Regions from separate parts of the Mus musculus genome. Here region 1 is linked to region 2. Evidence: chromatin contacts called from public HiChIP or PLAC-seq data. All regions are on one chromosome and are shown on one strand. Each heading gives the region's core, a stretch centred on a gene start, on an enhancer-like site or on the middle of the called end of the contact. The rest is flanking DNA. Distances are from core to core; before and after follow the strand shown. Region 1 holds the start of Pde12 (phosphodiesterase 12). Region 2 overlaps Dennd6a (DENN/MADD domain containing 6A).

Region 1 (6,800 bases), core at 4,077-6,576, 64 kb before region 2:
TGTGGCTATTTAAAGCCACGCTGGTTCAGGTTCTTCTTCCTGTCCCTCCAACTCCATCTTGGCTTCTCTTTCTCCCCCATTCCCCAGACCCTGTCTCTGCAACTCTTAGCTCTGCCTCCCTTTCCCCTTCTCTAATCACAGGCCTCCTGCTGCACTAATATTTTAATGTGATTGGACAGGGAAAATCCTGTCACACATGACCCCTGCAATTCTGCAGCCTTCATGCTGCCAAAACCAGTTCCACAAGGAATCATTTTACATATTAACAAGTTTAGCTAAAGATTATAGTCTTGGCTCCTTCCAGGAGCTTCTAAGTGCTAACCCTGAGGAAACAGGTCCCAGAAAATTTCACCTCGGTGTTCCTAGACTCTTATTAATCACAGCTGTTTTGTTTGTTTTTTGTTCTTTTTCAAACCCAGAAGACCAGCATCTATTATATCACTTAAGTAAAGGTTTTGCAATGGTTTGTATATCCTTGGACCAGGGAGTGGCACCATCTGGAGGTGTGGCCTTGTTGGAATAGGTGTGACCTGGTTGGAATGGGTGTGTCACTATGAGTGTGGACATAAGATCCTCACCTTAGTTGCCTGGAAGTCAGTCTTCCACTAGCAGCCTTTGGATGAAGGCATAGAACTCTCAGCTCTGCCTATGCCATGCCTGCCAGGATACTGCCATGCTCCCACCTTGATGATAAGGGACTGAACCTCTGAACCTGTAAGCCAGCCCCAAGTAAATGTTGTTTTTTATAAGACTTGCCTTGGTCATGGTATCTGTTCACAGCAGTAAAACCCTAACCAAAACAGGTTTCATTTCCCAAATTCTTAATTCAATTATATCACACAAATGGCCCTGATTGAATCTTTGAGGATTCTGAAATGTGAGGAGTGAGGGAAGCCCTGAGTGTGTGAAGTACTGAACTGAGTGTGGTGTTGATATGAGATCTCACTGGAAGGAGGAAACACCCCAAACTGAGCCAATTCTATTGGTGGGCAAGCAACCTACTCTTAAGCATAATTTGTTTTCCCTGTGAGATTCCCTTGGAAAAAATGAAAACTTTATTTGTAAGTTGCTATCAACTGGAGATAGCTTCTGGGTTAAGGATGGGGCATGTGTCCACTTCCCCTTTCAACTCCAGGACCTCATCTGGTACTGAGTTGTGCAGACCCTGTGCATGCTGCTTCAGTCTCTGAGTTCATGTGTACTAGCCCTGTTGTTTCTAGAAGGCTTTGATTCCTTGGTGTTCTCCATCCCCTCTGGCTCTTATTCTCTTTCCACCTCATCTTTCTTATTGTTCCCCGAGTGGAGGAATTTGATGGAGACATTCCATTTAGGTTTGAGTGTTCCTAGGTCTCTTATTCTCTGCATAATGTCTGGTTGTGGATCTCTGTATTTGTTCCAAACTGCTGCAGGAGGAAGTGAAAACTCTAGTTCTGACCCAAGAATACAATTTGAAAAATCAGATAAACTTATTTTCCAAAGCCTTGACTATTTAAAAGGGAGTTATAGATATGACATCACAATGTGATCCTCTAGCTAAACCTAATGGCTACACTTGTGTAGCTGAGAAAGGAGGATTGCAAGTCTGAGACCAGTCTGGACTCAGTGAGAGCCTGTGTCAAAAAGCAAAAAAAAAAAAGAAACAAAAAAACCCCCCAAACACACAAAAAAAGTGATTCTCTAATATGTATACCAAACATTTCTTTTTTAAAAGGAAATTTTATGTGTATATGTTTTGCCTGGATGTCTCTGTGTGCCTGTGAAGGCCAAGAGGGTGTTGGATACTGTGGAACTGGATTAGGCAGTTGAAAGCCATCATATGGGTATTAGAACTGGTTCTCTGGAAGAGCAAGCTAGTGTCTTGACCACGGACCATGAAGTTTCTTCTTCTTTACAAAAAAAATATTGAAAATACTAACAGATTTCATAAGACCAATTTAAAATTCAGGATTAAAAAACTATGGTCAAGAATTCTATATGGCTCTAAACTTACATAAATGTTTTAAAATTTTGTGTATGCATGTTGTGTGTGTTGGGAGTATGCATATCACATAGCTTGTGTGAGGTCAAAGGACAATTTGGTTGTGGAATTTGTTTTCTCCTTTGACCTTTATGTGGATTCTAGGTATCAAACTGAAGTTACAGGACTAGTATGGCAAGTGCTTTTTTCCTATTCTAAGCCATCTCACTGACTGCTAAATTTGAACAGATTTTACATAAGCTCTTCACATTTTGCCCCAAATAAATTTTGATTGCTATTAGCATTATAATAGCATGTATAGCGTGTCACAAAAATTTTAAAAGCACAAAACCTAAAAGAAACAAGTTAGTGATCATGCTACTGCACATCTGTAATGCCAGCACTGAGGAAACTCAGGTGGAAAGCTGTGGGCTGAAAGCCAATCGGGGATACACAGTGAAATCCTATTTCAAAACAAAAATAAAAAGAAGGAAGAAAAAGGAGAAAAAAGAGAAAAGAATGGAGGGTTTGGGAAGGAAAAATAATAGATGAAAGGAAAAGATAGATAAATTGACTCTTTTAATTTTTATAAAATGGCGAATGGAAATTATTTTGAATGCAATGCCCCAGCCCTTCTTCAGTACTAGAGATTGAACCCAGTGCCTTGTGCCTGTTAGGCAAACACTCTACCACAAGCCTGACTTTTGAATTATGTGGGGAAATAACCCAAACTGATAACAAGTACTGTAGTCTCCCCTCCCCCAGCCTGAAACCTGCTTGCTCAGGGGTGGAGCTTCCTGCTCATTCGTTCTGCCACGCTCACTGCTGGAACCTGCCGCTTTGCTGTTCGGAGCCACACATGTGCTCACCTTTCTACTGGACCCGAGATTATTTGGCGGGAATCGGGTCTCCTCCCCCTTCCTTCATAACTAGTGTCGCGACAATAAAATTTGAGCTTTGATCAGAATGAATTTGTCTTAGCTCCGTTTCTTCTTTCGCCCCGTCTAGATTCCTCTCTTACAGCTCCAGTAGCCATATCAGTCGAACTGTTCATGTTGCGAGCTGCTGGCGGCCGCAACAAAGTACTATTCAAAACTTCTGAATACTATCACCCAAAACTACAGTTTCATTTTGACCCTAAGTATAAATAGTATCTAAGCAAACAGTGTTTACAGCCAATATCATCTACTGTAATGAAAGTAATCAGAGTAAACCAGACTTCACATGAGTACTGGAAGATTTATACATGATACATAGGTAGGCATGATTGTTTGTTTGTTTTTGTTTTTCGAGACAGAGTTTCTTTGTGTAGCCCTGGCTGTCCTGGAACTCACTCTGTAGGCCAGGCTGGCCTTGAACTCATAAATTCGCCTGCCTCTGCCTCCCGAGTGCTGGGATTCAAGGTGTGCGCCACTACGCCCGGCTTGGTAGACATGATTCTTATAGGTATGTTTCTTTCGTATTGATTGGAGGTAGCACTACATAGTCCAGGCTGGTCTAGAACACATGTGCCACCACGCCTAGCTTAGTTTTGTAGTTTTCCTTTTAATTTGAAACTTAAAAGAAAATCATGTGTCTATATTGACACATGTGTTGTGTGTTTTGGGGAGTTGAACATGCACACATATGCTCATGTGTAAAGGTGAGATGTCAATTTCCAGTGTCTTTACTTAGGAAAAACCACCCTGGTTTTTTGAGACAGGTTCTCTCATTGACTTGGAGCTTGTATTTAGGCTAGGTTGTCTGGCCCAGAACCCCAAGGCTCCACCTGTAATCGCAGAGCTGGGAATAGAAGCACATACCATTCTGCCTAGCATTTTCATCTGGGTTCTAAGGATCAAACTTAAATCCTCATTCTTGCATGGCAAACACTATACCAACTATGCTATTTGCAGACTTTCTTTCTCTAAGGCCTTCTTAAATCCTCACAATTGCTAGCCAAGTACTCTTATCACTGAACTGTACCCTTAGTTTGTGTTTCTTCTTCTTTTTTAAAAAATTTTATTTTATCTGTATGAGTACACTGTTGCTGACTTCAGATATACCAAAAGAGGGCATCAGAACTCACTACAAATGGTTGTGAGCCACCCTGTGGTTGCTGAGAATTGAACTCAGGAGAGCAGTCAAGTGCTTTTAATCACTGAGCCATCTCTCCAGCCAGTTTGTGTTTCTTGATATTAAAAATAAAAGTGTTCCTAGTCCTTTCCCTCCAATATGTATTATCAAAATCATACTATTGCTTAATCTCTCAAGTTTCAATTATATAATTACAAATGGGGCTATAAGTCAATTTAATAAAAGTATAGCTTCAGTAGTGGCATTTACAGCTGGGCATGGTGGTGTATGCCTTTAATCCCAGCACTCAGGAGGCAGAGACAGGCAGATCTCAGGAATACACAAAGTAAATCCTGCTTCGAAAACCAAAAACAACAAAAAGGCATTTGCTTATTACTTTCAAGCTTGTGGATTAAAAACAAGCTTTCCACGAGATTTGACATTGTCAGAATACTTCTTGAAAAATAAAAGACCGTGCAAACAAAAGGTCTGGGCTGGCGAAATGGCTCAATGGGTAAAGTTGCTGCCAGGCCTGACAATCTGAGTTCAGTAGAGTTGAAGGGTCTTTCTTACAGACTAGTACTCCCGGGGCTCCCTGTTCCAGTCAGATAGGACTTCGTTTTGGTCTACAAATAAACCAAGATCATTCGTATTAAGAAATAAAACTCTCGGCGAAATTTAATCTTCAAATTAAGTAAAATGGGGAGGGGTTTAGCGTCTTCGTTTAAAGAGTTCTTAAAGTTTTACCTGAGTCCTATAATTTTATTTGCTAAACCTTTCAACCCTACAAAGACAAGGTCTTCCAAGCTCTTTACTACTTAAACCACTAACAGCTTTCGAAAACATGTCTGTACTTTTTCTATCATTTACTATGCTGTGTAGCTTTGACTCAGTCTTCCTGGGTTCCAAGGCGGATAGGAAACCTACCTCAAAACCTAACAACAACAAAAGCGCGAGGCTCAAGTACATTATGCATCTTGTGTTTTGTATCCTCAGAGCTCACAAGCTGGTGGAAGAAGCCGGCGGGCGGCTCGGAGCTCCTTAGCTACCACAAGCTCCACACTTGTCGTGCTTAGCTTCACTCGACCCGCCACACCTCGAAAGACCAGGGAACAGGTCCGCCAACTGTGCAGAGCGGACGTTGCAATCCTGGGGAGGAGGCCGGCGCCTACACACAGCCATAACCGGAGCAACTGGAAATGACAGAAAGCCTAGTGTTTCCCGGAGGCACCGCCCAGTCACTTCCGGTTCCGTAAGCCTATTGTTCCCGCCCTCAGCCTACACTTTCAACAAAACTTCGGGTTCTGGTAGCTCCCTCGGGCACTCTTATATTTCCTTCACTCTTCGCCTTTTACCCATGTTGAATAAAAACACCAAGGCGCTCGAAACTCGAGACCGGCGGTCAAGACAAGAAGGAGCTGGCAAGTGGCCTTGGCGAAAGTGCGAGTCGGGAACACCGCGCGCTTGATGCTCACACCCCGGCTTCTGCTTGCCGCCGACCGGAAGTCCACGGTCTGAATGGGTCTTGTACCCGGCCACGGCCGCTCCTCCCGGTGGACTTGACAGCGGGCGACTCTGGATCTCTGATCTCGTCGGCTGCCAGGTTCATGTGGAGGCTCCCGGGCCGCAGCGCGCTTCGTGGGGTCCGGTCGGTGGTGGAGCGGCGCAGCCGGGCCGAGGCAGGGACTCACGAGGCGGTGCGCGCCATGGAGCGCGCGGTGGTGCGCTGTGTGCCCTCGGAGCCCAAGCTCAGCCTGTCTTTCGCGTTGGCCGACGGCAGCCACAAAAACATGCAGAGGGACCAGAGCGAGCCTCTGGGCCGGGCCCTCAGCCGGATCGCTACCAACGCCCTCAAGGGACACGCAAAGGTAGCGGCCGCCAAGAAGAGCAGGAAGAACCGAGCCCACTCGAGCGGTGGCGCGGCCTGTGAGGCTACAGGGCCTGAGCCGGTTGCGACCTGCGAGCCGGTGGTGAAGCTGTACTACCGGGAGGAGGCGGTGGCCGAGGATGTGCTCAATGTGGACGCCTGGCAGGACGGAGCGGTGCTGCAGATCGGCGACGTCAAGTACAAGGTGGAGCGCAACCCGCCCACCTTCACGGAGCTGCAGTTGCCGCGCTACATCATGGCTGGCTTCCCTGTGTGCCCCAAACTCGGCGTGGAATTTGGGGATCCCGCCAGCTCCGTGTTCCGCTGGTACAAGGAAGTCAAACCCGGGGCGGCAGAACCTGGGGACAGCGGCCCCGCGTCCTCGTCTCACTCTTCGCAGCCTTCAGCTTGGATCGAGACCGGTGTGGACGAGCGCGTCTACACCCCGTGCAATGCAGACATCGGGCTCCGGCTCCGGCTTCACTGTACACCGGGCAATGGGCAGCGCTTCGGGCCAAGCCGGGAGCTAGAAAGCCTGTGCCCGGTGGAGGCCGGGCCTGGCACCTGCACTTTTGACCATCGACATCTGTACACCAAGAAGGTGACGGAGGACTCTTTCATCCGCACTGTCTCCTACAACATCCTGGCAGACACGTACGCCCAGACTGAGTTCTCTCGGACGGTCTTGTACCCGTACTGTGCCCCCTACGCCCTGGAGCTTGACTACCGCCAGAATCTCATACAGAAGGAGCTCACAGGCTACAACGCAGACCTCATCTGTTTGCAGGAGGTGGACCGCGCGGTGTTCTCCGACAGCTTGGTACCGGCCCTGGAGGCCTTCGGGCTGGAGGGCGTGTTCCGAATCAAGCAGCACGAAGGCCTGGCCACTTTCTACCGGAAGTCCAAGTTCAGGCTCCTTAG
Region 2 (7,448 bases), core at 407-2,906:
TTTAACTACTTTTTCTAGCTTCACCACAATACAATTCTCAGAGCAAATGAAACAAACCCGTCTATTTGACCACGTAGCACCTAAAGCGCACCTCAGCTTTCTTGCAGCCGGACGGATGAACCACTGGACTTTACCATTAAAACCCAATGAATATTTGGTTTTTAACTTTTCAAGAATCTTTGGGGCCCATAATGAGTATTTCCTTCCAGCTTAATTCACACTTTCCATAAGTTAATAACAATTATCACAAATTATAAAGACAAAGTATTTCACATCTTTTTTATTCTTTACCTGAAAAGATCCACCTCGTGAACAGTAGGCAAAATAATAGATGTGTGTGTATCTGCCTAAAGGGTTAGAAAAGGAAGGAAAAAGTACGGGAGATGTTACGAAAATTGATAGAAATTCATTTTTGTTTTTGTTTAAAACAGGATCTAACAGTATAGCCTTGGCTGTCCTGAAATCACCACAGAGTCCAGGATAATGGACTCACGAGAGATTACTGTTGGAACTAAAGGTGTGTACCACCACATCTGGCTATAGTAAGCAAAATGATGGTACATGACTAGACTGTAAACCAGCACTCAAAAGCAGAGGCAGGAGAATTGATGTGAGTTCAAGCTCAGCCTCACTAGCAAGTTCCTGGACAGACAGGGCTACACAGTGAGACCCTGTCTCAAAACACATAGTAAATAAATGAAAATGACAACACAACTATCTCACAACCAATGAGCCCTATCACTCAGTCCATTCTGACAAGTTGCTCTTCCAGGAGCAGCCAGAGAGAATGGATCTTACAAGTCTCCAACAATACAGCAGAGAAAAGCACAAACTCTGTGGGTAGGAATCAGCCCAAGGCCAGATGTGAGCCTGGGTCCCAGCTGTACATCAACACTAGGGGATGTGTAACCAGCACTCAGGTCTCCTGCTGTCCTGTAGCCTTACTTGAAGCACAGTGGGGATGGTAACAAAGCAGCTCAAGTATTTCAAATGAAAGATTCAAACCCGCAGGAACAGAAACTGCTTTCAGAAAAAGAAAAGCTCCAGGATCCTTCTGACTTAACGGTCTAAAATTAGAATTCAGTTGCCTATTCTTGTAAGAGAACACCTTTTGCCAGAGTTAAACCTTCTTTAAAGTGTTTACTGTCATTTAGTCCTCACAATTACAACATGAACGTGGGGTTCTCCAGGACCTACTGAGGTAGTAACAACATTTCTAACAAGAAATGTTAGAAAATTTATCACCAACTATTTAAAAGTAACGGGTGTTTCAGTGACCAGGCTGCGCCACGGTCACTTTAGCATCATGCTACCTGCTGAGTTAACTGCACCATCTGCGTGGTCCCAGGCTTGTCATGACACGTGGGAATCCGAACCTTAAAGACAGAGAGGAGCTATTATTTATCTGTATGGCAAGTGCTCTACCTAGCACACTCAGCACTTTGAAAGTGCTCTAAAGAGCAAGTGTTTCTGCGGGGTTTTAGAACTAAGGGTGTTCATTCTTAGTTACAGCAGGAGCAGGGAAACCAAAGTTCCCATGTCTACAAATGGAGATCACTAAACACAGAAGCAAATGTGCTGGAAACAGTCAGGACAGCAGTCTATCACATGGCTTCCTGCTCACTTTTCCAGTCTCTGCTTCACAAATACACACACCCAAACACACCCTCTCAAGCCTGCCAAACTTCTGAATAAACCCCACAGGAAACAATGGGAACCCTCAACCCCAAGCTTTCAGAATTGTTATGTTTGCTGAAGGGGTCGGGGCAAATACACTTACAAATCACGAAACTCTAAGGAAGGAACGCAGTTAAGGATAAGTCCAAGGTCACAAGAGCATGAATAGCAAAGAACTTGCGTGCACTCAGACAAAATCTGCCAGTAAAATTCAAATTCCTTCAAAACAAAGCAATGGGAGGACTATAACTCAGAGGTGAAGCACTTGCCTAGCCCTTAGGAGGCCCTGGGTTCAATCTCCAATACACAAAAAAGCAATGAAAGGAAAAATAAAAAAATCCTCACCATAACAAAAATATTCCAAGAAAAAACATGCTTGGTCTGACACTAAATGTTAAAAGACCATTTAGAGCTGGAAAAAAAAAAAAAAAAACAAACCCAAAAAACAATGACTTTTCTAGTTTAATCTTAATTTCCAGCAATTCACACCCAAGACTACGAGTGTTCTTCCCCTTCTTACCACCCATATTGTAGGATTTTAGAGGGAAGCACTTTTATCTGTGCATAGTCCACAGGGAGAAATACCATTGCTGCACTAATCCTTTAGGTGCACTGCCTGGCTGGAGGGGCCTGGAGATGTATGAAGGACTCTTCGAGGCGGGATCAACTGTGGTGTATCTGTAAGGTCTCCCAGCAATGACAACAGTGAAGGCATTAACATCACTAAATGTCATCAGGTTGTTTAAAACAAACCCTATGTGTGAGCGAGCTTTCTGTAGAGTTCTTCAGAGCAGACAGATGAGACTCTAGTCAGTTGTTACCTTCATTACTAGTCCCATGATAGGCAGGTGCAGCGTTTTCCCTGGCACTGGGGCAGGCCATCGGTCAACATCATTACAAGCTGAAAATGAAACAAAATACTAATGTAAGTGAAAAGATAAAATATTTAAAATGGACACTGCTAGTTAGAGCTCTTTTTGTAACATGGGAGAAATATGTTAATAATAACAGCAGATAAAAGTAAATTTGATGAAATATTTAATTTAAAATTTTTTCAGAAGTATTATGTTCTAGGATATATATTGGTTAACTGTTGAATGAGAGGTAGAGAGATGGCTCATCACTCATGACAGGAAGCTCACAATCACCTACAACTCCAGCTCCAAGAATCTGATGCCCTCTCAGGCCTCCACTCAGGCACTCACACGTGTGTGGCACACACACCACCAATAAAAATGTTTTGGTTTTTTTGTTTGTTTGGTTTGGTTTTTTGTTTGTTTGTTTGTTTGCTTTTGGGTTTTTTTTTTTTTTTCGAGACAGGGTTTTTCTGTGTAGCCCTGGCTGTCCTGGAACTCACTCTGTAGACCAGGCTGGCCTCAAACTCAGAGATCCTCCTGCCTCTGCCTCCCAAGTGCGGGGACTAAAAGTGTGTGCCACCACGCCCAGCTAATAAAAACGTTTTTAATTAAGAAGAAAACCTGTTGAATGACAAGTAGCTTCAAGGGCAGACTTCCTATTTATTTTTTAACTACTGTTTCTGTTTTTGGATTTCTGTTCAATGGTACTCCAGGAACTATCAGTACAAAATCTTATTACTAACTCTAACAGACACCATTTATATTATTACATTTGAAAGGACCAGATAGCACTTTGGTATTTATAGGTAAAGATACCACACTAGATGTTCTGTAGCTGTCTCAAATCATTTAGGATTTAAGTCTTAAATCTTCTGATTTTTTTTTTAGAGTATCACCTTAGCTTTATTAAAAATCTTTTCTTTAAGAGTATGTAACCTGTGTTACTGGTGGAGAAGATAGGACTCAAATGTTAAAAGTGGTAATAGCTCTATCAAAAGATCAAAGTTTGGTCCCCAGAACCCATGCCAGGCAGCTCACAGCAATTTGGAACTCCAGCTCCAAGGAGGATCTGACACTTCACTCACACGTAGACATGCATGCATGCACTCATGCACACACGAACACTAAACAAGCAAATAAATACATCAGTGAAAACGAAAAGTAAATATAAAAGAGAACATTCCTTGGACTAAGGAGAATCAGTAAAGTGCTTACTAAACAAGCATGAAGAACTGAGTTTGATCCCCAGAACTCAAAAAAAAAAATGTCAGACATGATAACAATGCATGGTTCTAATTCAAGCACTGGGGAAAAGACAGGAGGTTTACTGGGGCCCACTGGCAAGTCAGTCTAACCTAATTAAAATGCCTCCGGTCTTAGTAAGAGACCCTACTCCAAAAATCAAGGTGACTGGCTCCTGAGGAACACCACCAAAGAGTCACCTCTGGCTCGCACACAAATCTGCATGAGCACTCTGAAAACATGTGAACATGCATGGACAGATACACACACACACACACACACACACACACAGAGTACATAACTTATATAATATTTAACTTACCTGCTTCCAAGTAAGGTTCATTTTTTTCAAAATACTCTGGTGCTATCTGTTTGAGTACGGTGTGAAAAAAATGAATATAAGGTAGTTTGCTGATCAAAACCAATGACTGAGGAAAGAAAGAAAGGGGACAAAGGTTTTTTTGGTTTGGTAATTTTTTTTAATGCCTAGTGATTATAATTTAGATTTGCCATTTATTTTTCATGAACAATTATTAATGAGCTAAAATTCAGCAAAAACAAGGGTATGGATTTTGAAATTGACAAAGTTTTTTTTTTTTTTTTTTAAAGGTTTATTTATTTATTTATTACATGTAAGTACACTGTAGCTGTCTTCAGACCCTCCAGAAGAGGGAGTCAGATCTCATTACGGATGGTTGTGAGCCACCATGTGGTTGCTGGGATTTGAACTTCGGACCTTCAGAAGAGCAGTCGGGTGCTCTTACCCACTGAGCCATCTCACCAGCCCCGACAAAGTTTTTTTTACAGCAGATGTTTAAAAGAAAATACAATGTCATAACTGAGAAATTAAAAACTTTAATCACATTAAAATCTAAGGCAGTGTTTCTCAACCTGTGGGTCACAACCTTCACAGGAGTAGTATGTTAAATATCCTGTATATCAGATATTTATATTATGATTCATAACAGTAGCAAATTAACAGTTATGAGTAGCAACAGAAATAATTTATATTGAGGTCACCATAAGACAAGGAACTATAAAAGAGTCAGAGCATTAGGAATGTTGAAAACTACTGCTTTAAGAACTAAAGGCACATTCAGAGATATTCCTGCTCTTCAGGTAAAACAATTTCCCCCAAAACAGACTAAAGGCCAAGTATAACTGTTAGTTTTAACTGTCAATTTGAGACAATCTATAACCACCTAGGAAAAGAGTATCAGTGAATGATCCTCTATACTAGGTTGGCCTATGTCTGTGGGAGATTTTCTTGACTATGTTAATTGAAGTAGGAAATCCCACCCACTGAGGGTGAAACCATTCCCTAGGCAGGGGGTCCTGAACTGTCTGAGAGTGGAAGAGCAGGCTGAGCATGCTGTGGATGACTTGTATCCACAGTGTTTCATGCTACTCCCACCGTGACCCCTCCACAACGGTGGACTTATAACCTGGGACTACAGCTAATATAAGCTACATTCTCTCCTAGGTTGTTTGGGTCAGTGTATTTTATCACAGCAATAGAAGCAAAGATATCTACCTATTGTATACAACATATATCAAAATACAGCCACATAAAGTCTGTCTGTCTTTCATCATCATCATTATCATTATTATTTTGGTTTTTTGAAACAGGGCTTCTCTGTACAGCCCTGACTCTCCTGGAACTAGCTCTGTAGACTAGGCTGGCTTCAAAATCAGAAATCCACCTGCCTCTGCCTCCTGAGTGCTGGGATTAAAGGTGTGCGCCACCACTGTCCCGCCACATGAAGTCTTTCTACTAAGGAAAAACAAACTGTGATGCTTGGTCCAAATCCCTATGCCTATTATGTTCTACAGTCCAGCTGTTCTAGCCTAGCTACAAACTTAAAAATTGTGACTTTCAGTATGATCACTTTAGAGTCAAACTACACTAATTTTTAAATGTAGGGTTTTTTTTGTTGAAAGCTGTTCTTTTTAATTAAAATTTTATTTTTATTTATGTGTATATGTGTGGGTGTCCACAGAGACCAGAAAAAGGCTGCAGATCCCCTGGGGTTGGTTATAGGTGCTTGCAAGTGGTCAATATGGGTGCTCAGAACTGAACTTGTGTCCTCTGTAACAGCAGCAAATGCTCTTAACTACTGAGCCATCTCTCCATCCTCCAAACTACTTTTTACCTTATCTGACATTAGAATAGGAATTTTCCTTTTTTCATTTAATTTATGAAAACAGATTATATTTAGGTTAGAAGCAGTAAGGTCTAAGATGTTGCTAAATTTTACTTATTGACTCATTAAAAAAAAAAACCTGCAGGTTTTTATGGTTATAAGAATATTACAATTTGTTTATTTTCTCCCTTATTCTAAAAGTACAGAGACAGCAACATCTCAATAATTAAAATTTATGGAATATGGTGGCTGGAAAGGTGGCTCAGCAGTTAAGCGCACCTCTTCCAGAGGTCCTGAGTTCAATTTCCAGCAAACCACATATGGCTCACAACCATGTGTAATGGAATCTGATGCCCTCTCCTGACCTACAGATATATATGCACACAGAACACTCATACATGAAATAAATAAATAAATAAATAAAAACTTTAATTACAGAACACCTTTAATCCCAGCACCCAGGAGACAGAGGCAGGTGGATTTCTGTGAGCACAAGCCAGTAAGGTCTGAACAGCAAGTTCCAGAACAACCAGGATTACATACACAGTCAGACTCTGTCTATAAATAAATCAATAATAAAAACGGGGCAAATGCCTATAATAAAAAAGCTCAGGCAAACATAAAATCTCAGACATAATTAAGTTTCATTGAGACAGGGTCCTATGTAGCCTAGGTTGGCCTCAACTTCCAGATTTTTCTATCTCCATCTCTGAAATGTTCAAACTACAGGTAGCCACCATTAAGTCCAGCTCTCGATTCTCCAGTCATAACAACATAAAACACTTTAATACTGCACATCAAAATTACCTTTTGAAAGTAGCCTCTTTTAAGAGTTTTATCTCGAACTTGTCGAAAATACACATATCCATAAAAATATGCAGGATCTTTCTATGAAAGAAGACAAAAAAAGTATGTGTGTTTGTATGTATGTACGTACATATGTATGTGTGTATACATATGTATACAGAGATATCCTTACTGGGCTTCTTTAATAACCCAAGTCAATATGTAAGCAATATACAAAAGTTAGTGATACCTTCCTACCAACAAACAGCAACCAGAAGAAAAAATAACCTGCAACGTGCCTGGAAATTATAACTACAGCCTAAGAACTAAAGGTGGGATTTTCCCCTAGGAACTCATCGGCTTATGTTCTTAATTCACATCTAGACTTGCAAATTGAAATCAGAAAACCATCAAATCAGAATTTTCTCTGATGCTACATCGTTTTCTTAAAATTTGCAGTAAATAGCTCTAAGTTATAATAAAATCTGAGGTACTGGCCCAGGGGAGACCACTTAAATACGATGGTATTTATTATATAACGGTTCCCCACCTGCCCATCCCAACAGATCATGACCAAGCAAAGCACCTCACCATGCTAGTCAGTTTTTACAATGTATAATGGCAGCATTTCCAGAACAGTAACTTTAGAGTCAATTCCACTCATATGTTGAATCCTCATCACTTACTTAAGGAACACAGCTAGATCATAAAGTAACCCCAAAGGCAAACAACACTGAAAAGT

The links. HiChIP or PLAC-seq counts read pairs in DNA pulled down with a chosen protein or histone mark.
Region 1: an H3K27ac HiChIP or PLAC-seq map of embryonic stem cells shows a contact between it and region 2, with 6 read pairs. The contact joins the promoter of Pde12 here to the enhancer-like site in region 2. A contact is called at or near these places in 2 of 39 promoter capture datasets (hippocampal neurons and maxillary cranial neural crest), 1 of 484 Hi-C or Micro-C datasets (CD4 T cells), 3 of 115 datasets of contacts at active chromatin or transcription factors (the SCID.adh cell line and embryonic stem cells) and 3 of 9 other capture datasets (adipose tissue, liver and pancreatic islet).

Annotation. Positions count from the first base shown.
Region 1 is chr14:26,668,372-26,675,171 of GRCm38.p6, reverse strand. Pde12 (phosphodiesterase 12) reads left to right here and starts at 5,326. Exons shown (of 3, transcript NM_178668.3): 1 at 5,326-6,800. The coding sequence starts at 5,620. Mir7672 (microRNA 7672) reads left to right here and starts at 5,564; the gene lies at 5,564-5,625.
Region 2 is chr14:26,599,804-26,607,251 of GRCm38.p6, reverse strand. It overlaps Dennd6a (DENN/MADD domain containing 6A), which reads right to left. Exons shown (of 20, transcript NM_001134465.2): 5 at 6,728-6,808; 6 at 4,099-4,204; 7 at 2,499-2,578; 8 at 1,314-1,376; 9 at 292-347. Among named protein-coding and RNA genes, the nearest start is that of Dennd6a, 24 kb to the right of the region's middle. Within about 2 kb of position 1,656, at least 8 of the 459 cell types and tissues checked have an H3K27ac peak or open chromatin away from gene starts, as enhancers often do. A contact at or near this core is called in embryonic stem cells, where this site is marked.